2 separate regions of the Macaca mulatta genome follow, and region 2 is linked to region 1. The links are chromatin contacts, called in public Hi-C maps. All regions are on one chromosome and are shown on one strand. The core of a region is the stretch at or near the end of the contact, and the rest is flanking DNA. Distances in the headings are between cores, read along the strand shown. Region 1 holds the start of MARCHF11 (membrane associated ring-CH-type finger 11). Region 2 holds the start of ZNF622 (zinc finger protein 622).

Region 1 (4,123 bases), core at 576-3,075:
ATCTAGACACCCTTTAACTCGAGAACTTATGAAGAAGGTTTATGATGATCATAAGGCTTATGATTATCTTGACTGTGGCAACACACAAACTTGTGTTGTCATTCTGACAGGTGAAGACCAAAAATGAAAGCATATCTACAACCACATTTCTTCAACGTGATAAGTTCCTGGAGATTATTGTTTTAAAAATGTGCTTGCTGCCTGCCACTCTGCTACCAAAAATAGCCAGTCTGAAGGGGCTAAGTGTTAGAGGACATTCCTGGAAACTAGTTCATCAGAGGCCATTTGTGACAAAACATTCTTGAATTATTTTTCACAACCGTTTCTCTCTAGCAAATGAAACTAATTTCTATCAAAAGAGGTAGGTCTTCTTTAAGAATCAAATATACTTTTTACTGCCAAAACGTGAACTAGAAAAATGAACTTAAGCTAGTAGTTTATCTCAGCCATTACAGAGTATCTAACTATTAATGGGAGTCAATGGCGCCAAACACACAATGTACTACAATACTATTTTAGGAGGCAGAAGAAAGGATTGGAATAAAACATTATTGGCATTTGAACCAGAAAATCTGGAGTCAGGGAACACAGAAGTTCTTTGTTAATAGTTCTATAACCTTGAACAAGTTATTTTGCCTTTCTGATTCTGGGTCTTCGGCTACGAAACACGGCCAAAAATGACTGCTCTGTGTCGTTTGTGTCAAAGACTGGAAGCGTCACATCAGTGAAAATTTGGATAGACACATTGCCGCATACAAATCCGATGCTTTATGATCTCACACTGCACGGATTTGGAAACTACTGCATGTGCACGATTCTCCGCCTAGTTCCCTGCAGGTGGGGATTTTTTCCCCCCCCCGGAAAGAAAACTGTAGCTCTGCCCTGAAGATGAGTCCCACAGAGGTTTTGCAGGGTGGAGTTATCGAGAAATTGACTTCGGGGTGAGTAAAACTAAGATCTGGGGAAAGCTGCAGCCACTTTTCCAGGGTAAGGGGCGGTGTCATATGCTTCCTCATGCGGCGAGGACGAAAGTGATCATAAGCCACAGAACGTGGCGCCAGGGTTCACTACTATAAACCATTTCAGGAGACGAAGCTCTGACCTCCCAGGCACCAAGATTTTTACCAACAACCCGGGATGCTCACTGCAGGAGGGAGCGGGTGAGGAGGACACAGGGATTCGAGGGCGGGACAGTCAGGGAGAGGACACAGGTTAAAACAGAGACTTCTGTTTTAAGGCTCTCGGGGATCCCTGAGAGTGCCCTTGAGGGCTCCAAGCCGGGAAGCGAGCGCCGGGAAGTGGCGGTTACAGTCCCGGGTCCCGCGCCCTTTCCCGCGCCACTGCTCAGCCGGTTCCGGCGCGCCCCCAAACCCACGCGGGTCTCGGCTCACACTCTCGCGCCCCCACCCGGCCCGCGCCACATCCCACCGGCCCATCCAGTAACGGTTTCTGGACCCGCGGCCTCTCCCCTGCCCCCTCCTTCCCCGCTCACGAGCGCCGCAGTGCTGCGCCGTTTGGAGAGGGGTCATCCGCCCCGGAACCGACGGGAGCGGCCGCGGGTCCGGCCCGTAGAGGCGGCGGAGGGATCCCCCACTTCCAGCCCGCCCCCTCGGGGCTGAACGCCGAGCTACGCCCGCCGACCCGCGCCCCCCACCCACCCCGCGCCCGCGCCCGCGCCCGCGCCCCGCCGCCCCAGCCGCGCCGCTCCTCCCTCCCGCCCCCTCGCTTCCCCGGCCCCCCCGCTCCGCGGCGCGGCTCTCACGCGCAGCCGAATTCGGCGCCGCCTCCATCAGAGCCGAGCCGGCGGCTCCACCGAACAGCCGCGCCTGCCGCCGCCGCCGGGCCTTCCGCACCCCTTCCCCGTCCCGCCCCCCAGCCCCAGGCGCCCGGGTCCCCTCCCTCCTTTTCCCCCCTCCCTCCCACTCCCTCCGCGCTCTCTCTCCCCGCAGCCAGAGCCCGGGCCGGCAGGAGGGCGGCGGCGGCACAACCATGAGCTTTGAGGGCGGCCACGGCGGCAGTCGGTGTCGCGGGGCGGAGAGCCGGGACGCCGAGCCGCCCCCGCAACCTCCCCAGCCGCCGCCGCCGCCAGGAGAGCCGGCCCCGGTCCCCGCGGCCCCGCGCTACCTGCCGCCGCTTCCCGCGCCCCCCGCGCCCCCCGCGACCCCCGCGACCCCCGAGCGCGCCGCGGGGCCGAGCGAGCCGCCAGGGGAGGTGGCCCAGCGGCGCAGGGGTGCGGACGAGCTGCCGCCCCCGCCCCTGCCCCTGCAGCCCGCCGGCCAGGAAGTGGCGGCGGCCGGCGACTCCGGGGAAGGTCCTAGGCGCCTCCCGGAGGTGGCGGCAGCGAAAGGCGGCCCCGGGGAGTCTGAGGCCAGCGCGGGCGGCGAGGGCGAGCGGCGGGGCGCCGGAGACCAGCCCGAGACGCGCTCAGTGTGCAGCAGCCGCAGCAGCAGCAGTGGCGGCGGCGACCAGCGCTCTGGGCACCAGCACCAGCACCACCAGCCCATCTGCAAGATCTGCTTCCAGGGCGCGGAGCAGGTAAGGCCCGGCGGCGGCTCCAGCTCGCAACGGTCAAGCTTTCAGCACCACGGACAGCGCACGCCTCCTTCCCAGTTGCCTCCAGACAGACTCCTCTGGTTCTGCCCTGTGAGCGCTAGCTCCAGTGTGCGTTCCCCTTTCCATTCCTGTGAAGGCAAATAAAAATGTCCCAGTGGCGAATACTGGGTTTAATTTCATCTACACTTTTTTTTTCCTTCATGGCTTAGCAGGTACATGTTCCTCAGGTGCTTTAGTGATAATGCCAAAAGTACCTTTTGTGAATTATTCGATGAATTTTGGTTTATGCTTAGAAGCAAACCTATCAGATGTAAGGTGAAGTCCGTTTTCTACAGATGTATCTTGAGACGGATGTCATATCACAACCAGAAAGGGCAGAGTCTTTCCTTATTGCAAATTTGGGTGACTTAATCTCATGGATATGAAAAGCATGTGATAGTTTTTACAAGAGAAATAGGAATGGACTTTGAAAGAAAGGCAATTATGCCAACAATGTACGTTATATTTTGTCAGCAACACAATCCTAAAATTATAAACACCATTGTAGGTGCATGCAAACTTAAGTGAGAGTAATCATGCAGAGGAAAGGATAGCATATGTCCCTTACAAATGTGTGGTCTGAGAAAACATTAGGTGTAATGTTTTTAAAAGTAAGGAAATTGCATAAGAATATACAGGCTTTCAGGAATATAGTGCCCTAAGTCAATATTTATGATGCTACATTTAGAAAAATAAAAGCATAATGCCGCTTTCTGGGATGCCGTGCGTTTCTTCTTTAGCAATGATTAAGAATAACTGCAGAGGAAATGCATCTGACCATCCACTTAAAAGTTATTAAAGAGATTTAATAGTACAGCCTTCCCCCACGGGTATTGGGAGCTATATCTTGCAGACATTTTGTATGTTGGTAGAACATTTATGTCATAACTGTAAGTAATATCTTTGAAATAGTTTTAAGACTTTAGTTTCATTCCCATCAGAGGTATAAAATTTTAATTTCATTTCCTAGGATAGAGCCTGATGCTGTATCCTGAGTAAATGGCTTTGAAAGAAAAGAAAGGAAGCATTAGGTTTTTAAAATACAGCCACAGACACAAATATTCACACTGAGTTGTTTTCTTTTTAGGGTGAGCTATTGAATCCCTGCCGATGTGATGGGTCAGTTCGGTATACACATCAGCTGTGCCTGCTAAAGTGGATCAGTGAGAGAGGTTCCTGGACCTGTGAACTCTGCTGCTATAGATACCATGTTATAGCCATTAAAATGAAACAACCTTGCCAGGTAAGCAGTTTCAACATTTATTTTTCCTGAAATAATTTTGTTAACATGAATGCACTTAAGCTTAGTTATTACTAAGGATATTTACTTATGCTACTTAAAAACATTTTGTGCAAATTACATTAAAACCAAGATTTAGAATTTGTAAACATGTGTTTTGAGAAAGCCATGACGTTTTATCTGAGAAACTCAAAAGACATTTTAATTAAATGGTTTCCTTCATTAATTTTTTACTTATTGATAAAATGATACCCATCTTTTTTCTAAAAAGGCAAGTTGGTAAGATGACTT
Region 2 (3,680 bases), core at 435-2,934, 280 kb before region 1:
AAAAGTTATGCCTGGTAAGGACTTAGGAAGGTAGGCACTATTTTTGGTAAGTGGATTTGGATAAGCCTCTCTTACAAAGGCATTTGGGCAGAGATCCAAAAAATAAGGGAGCAAGCCAGCAAAAGGATGTTCCAAGCGGAAGAGTAATGGACTTCTGACTCAGTACCAACTAAAGTGATTGTCAGAAGAACATCAAATGTGTCATTGCGACTCAAGTAGGGTGAGCAGGGTAGAGAAGGGGGTGTGGCAGGACATCAGAGGGAGGGGCAGAGCCTCGCAGAATAAAAAGTAAGGTGTTTGAATTTGATTGAGTCAAGGGAAGCCACTGGAAGGTTTTTTAAAAGCGTCATCTTCTTTTGGTTTTCTATTAGCAGCTTGGATTCTGAGCATGCAACATTCGATTCTGTAACAAGGCTGACAAGGGTTCAACCAGGCTGTGTGGATGAAATCTGTGACCTCCTCAAGCATTTGAAGTTCATGTTTTCTTTTTATTTTAGGACGGAATCTTGCTCTGTCGCCCAGGCTGCAGTGCAGTGGCGCGATCTCGGCTCACCACAACCTCCGCCCCCGCGCCCCCGGGCTCAAGCGATTCTCCTGCCTCAACCTCCCAAGTAGCTGAGATTACAGGTCTGCGCCACTGCGCCAGGACTAATTTTTCTATTTTTTTTTTTTTTTTAGCAGAGACTGGGTTTCGCCATGTTGGCCAGGCTGGTCTTGAATCCCTGACCTCAGATGATCCGCCTGCCTAGGCCTCCCAAAGTGCTGGGATTACAGACGTGAGCCACCGCGCCTGGCCTGAAGTTCTTTTCTACAGAACTTTGCTGTCCGATACACATGAGGCTACACAACCAACTGGGCACCTGACACGGGGCTAGTCCAAATTGAGACGGGCTGTTAACTCTAAAACACACACTGGATTTCCAAGACTTAGAACTAATCACAGAGCGTAAAAGATCTCATTAATTCTTTTAGACTGATTACATGCTGAAATGACAGGATGGGCTAAATTAAATACATCATTAAAAGCAGTTTCACCGATTTCTCTTTACTCTTTAAAAATGTGGCTACTACTAGAATTACCTACGTGGCTCGGACTGTGTGTCTACAGGGAGCTCCTCTCCGGCACTCTGTACACTCAAGTTTCGCCGGTGTCCTCCGCCCGAAGGGCCGCCTCAGAAACCGCCCCGGTTTCCCGGGGAAGCGGTCCAGCCCCCGGCGAGGGCTCCGAGGTTGGCCCCGAGGGTTAAGGGTCAGCCCTGGCCCTCGCGACATCCATTCACCCGGCTCCGCGGGTGCAGCGCGCGGTCCTCAGAGAAACCCCGACCCTGGCGTCGCTGACCCGACCATTCATTAATCGGGGGCTTCCGAGGGCCCGGGAGCAGCCTCGGGCGCCCCACTCCCCCATTCTCGCGTAGCCGTCTCTTTGACCGCGTCACACTGAGCGGCGCAACCACCAGAGAAGGTAACTGGGAGGGCGCGACCTCCTTCAAGCAACACCCACCTCGGGCTGACTGAGGGGACCCAGGTCCGGTTCAGTCACAGCGTTCCCTAGGCTTCCCGGGTCTCACAGCGGCGGGGGCGTGGCCACAGCCTGAGAGGCGGGTTTCCTGTCCAGTCGTAAATAACTTCCGACGTGTGCCGGAAGTTTCTTCGGTGACAATCAGGAAGTCGGCGTGTCGAGAGGCTCGTCCAGGCCGCTGAGGCGGGTTAAGGTCTGAGGGTCGTGTGGAGCCAGGGCGCTGGTCACCAGGTGTTTGGCGTGGTCGGCTCTTATTTCTCACCTGGCAATGGCGACGTACACCTGCATAACTTGCCGGGTGGCGTTCCGCGACGCGGACATGCAGCGGGCCCACTATAAGACGGACTGGCACCGCTACAACCTGCGGCGTAAGGTGGCCAGCATGGCCCCAGTGACCGCCGAGGGCTTCCAGGAGCGAGTGCGGGCGCAGCGGGCCGTAGCGGAGGAGGAGAGCAAGGGCTCGGCCACCTACTGTACTGTTTGCAGTAAGAAGTTTGCATCTTTCAACGCCTACGAGAACCACCTCAAGTCTCGGCGGCACGTTGAGCTGGAGAAGAAGGCCGTGCAGGCAGTGAATCGGAAAGTGGAGATGATGAATGAAAAGAACTTGGAGAAAGGACTGGGCTTGGACAGTGTGGACAAGGATGCCATGAACGCCGCCATCCAGCAGGCCATCAAGGCCCAGCCGTCCATGTCTCCCAAGAAGGCGCCCCCAGCGCCTGCAGAGGAGGCCAGGAGTGCCGTAGCCGTGGGGACTGGTGGCCGTGGGACCCACGACCGAGACCCGAGCGAGAAACCACCCCGGCTCCAGTGGTTTGAACAGCAGGCGAAGAAGTTGGCAAAGCAGCAGGAGGAGGGCAGTGAGGAGGAGGAAGAGGACCTGGATGGAGACGGTGATGGCCCTGTCTGGGCGGGGAGGGTAAAGAGGAACTTGGCCCCCCTTTAGTTTTCAGATTTATACTCGAGATGGGTGTGTGTGTTTGTGTGTTTGAGAGCTTTTAAGTAAAAATGATGAGGGAAGGTGGTTTAGATGCTTTCTGAAGTGCCTTATCTGGCCAGCAGGTTCGGCTGTTTAGTTCACTCAGTTCATTCTCCAAGGCCTAAAACCTTGTCTGGAAAAAGAAGAAGTGCCTAATGCATATTTGGAGAATGAATTGATGCCTTCTCTGTTTTGGATGAGGAAACTTTTTTTTCCTTTTTTTTTTTTAAACGGAGTCTCGCTCTGTCGCCCAGGCTGGAGTGCAGTGGCCGGATCTCGGCTCACCGCAAGCTCCGCCTCCCGGGTTTACATCATTCTCCTGCCTCAGCCTCCCGAGTAGCTGGGACTACAGGCGCCCGCCACCTCGCCCGGCTAGTTTTTGTGTATTTTTTAGTAGAGACGGAGTTTCACCGTGTTAGCCAGGATGGTCTCGATCTCCTGACCTCGTGATCCACCCGTATCGGCCTCCCAAAGTGCTGGGATTACAGGCTTGAGCCACCGCGCCCGGCCTGGATGAGGAGACTTTTAACATACGCACAGGAGGACATCGTCATACCAGCCGCCGTGTTATTTGCTATTCTAGTGGGTTTCCAGTTATGATGGTTTTGCACTTACTTTAGTTGAGTAAAACAGAATGAGGGGATCAAAATCAACTCAGCCAGAAATGTGGAGCTGGAGCCAGCAGCCTCACCTCTTTGACTTTATGAGTTATTTATTCCTTCTTTCCCTCATCCCACATCCTATTAACAGTGCTGGTGTAGGTGTTCATGTCTTTGTCTGTTCGCTCTGCTATAACGAAGTACCAGAGACTGGGTAATTTATGAATAACATAAATGTATTTTCCCGTAGTTCTGCAAATTGGGAAGTCCAAAATCAAGGTGCTGGCAGAGTCAGTGTCTGGTGAGGGCCTGTTCTATCGATGAAGTTTTCTCATGTTATCATGTGGAGGAAGCAGAAGGCAAAGACGGGCTAGTTCCTTGGCACTAATCCATTCATTCGGGATTAGTGCTCGCCTCACTTAATCACCTCCTAAAGGCCCCACCTCTTAATGCCGTTTCATTGATGATTAAGTTTCAACATTTGAATTTTGGGAGGGAAACATGCATTCAAACCATGGCCGTTCATAGAGCACCCCACCAGCACATACACACACCCCACAGTACTCTTGTGAAATAGTAGATA

The links. A called contact is a pair of places that touch in the nucleus more often than the background predicts.
Region 2: a Hi-C map of fetal cortex germinal zone shows a contact between it and region 1, with 2.8 times the contacts expected there. The contact joins the promoter of ZNF622 here to the promoter of MARCHF11 in region 1. A contact is called at or near these places in 3 of 14 Hi-C or Micro-C datasets (cortical neurons, fetal cortex germinal zone and fetal cortical plate).

What each region holds. Positions count from the first base shown.
Region 1 is chr6:17,616,628-17,620,750 of T2T-MMU8v2.0, reverse strand. It overlaps MARCHF11 (membrane associated ring-CH-type finger 11), which reads left to right and starts at 1,825. Exons shown (of 4, transcript XM_015139752.3): 1 at 1,825-2,535; 2 at 3,680-3,835. The coding sequence starts at 1,990.
Region 2 is chr6:17,900,046-17,903,725 of T2T-MMU8v2.0, reverse strand. It overlaps ZNF622 (zinc finger protein 622), which reads left to right and starts at 1,684. Exons shown (of 6, transcript NM_001260691.1): 1 at 1,684-2,412. The coding sequence starts at 1,788.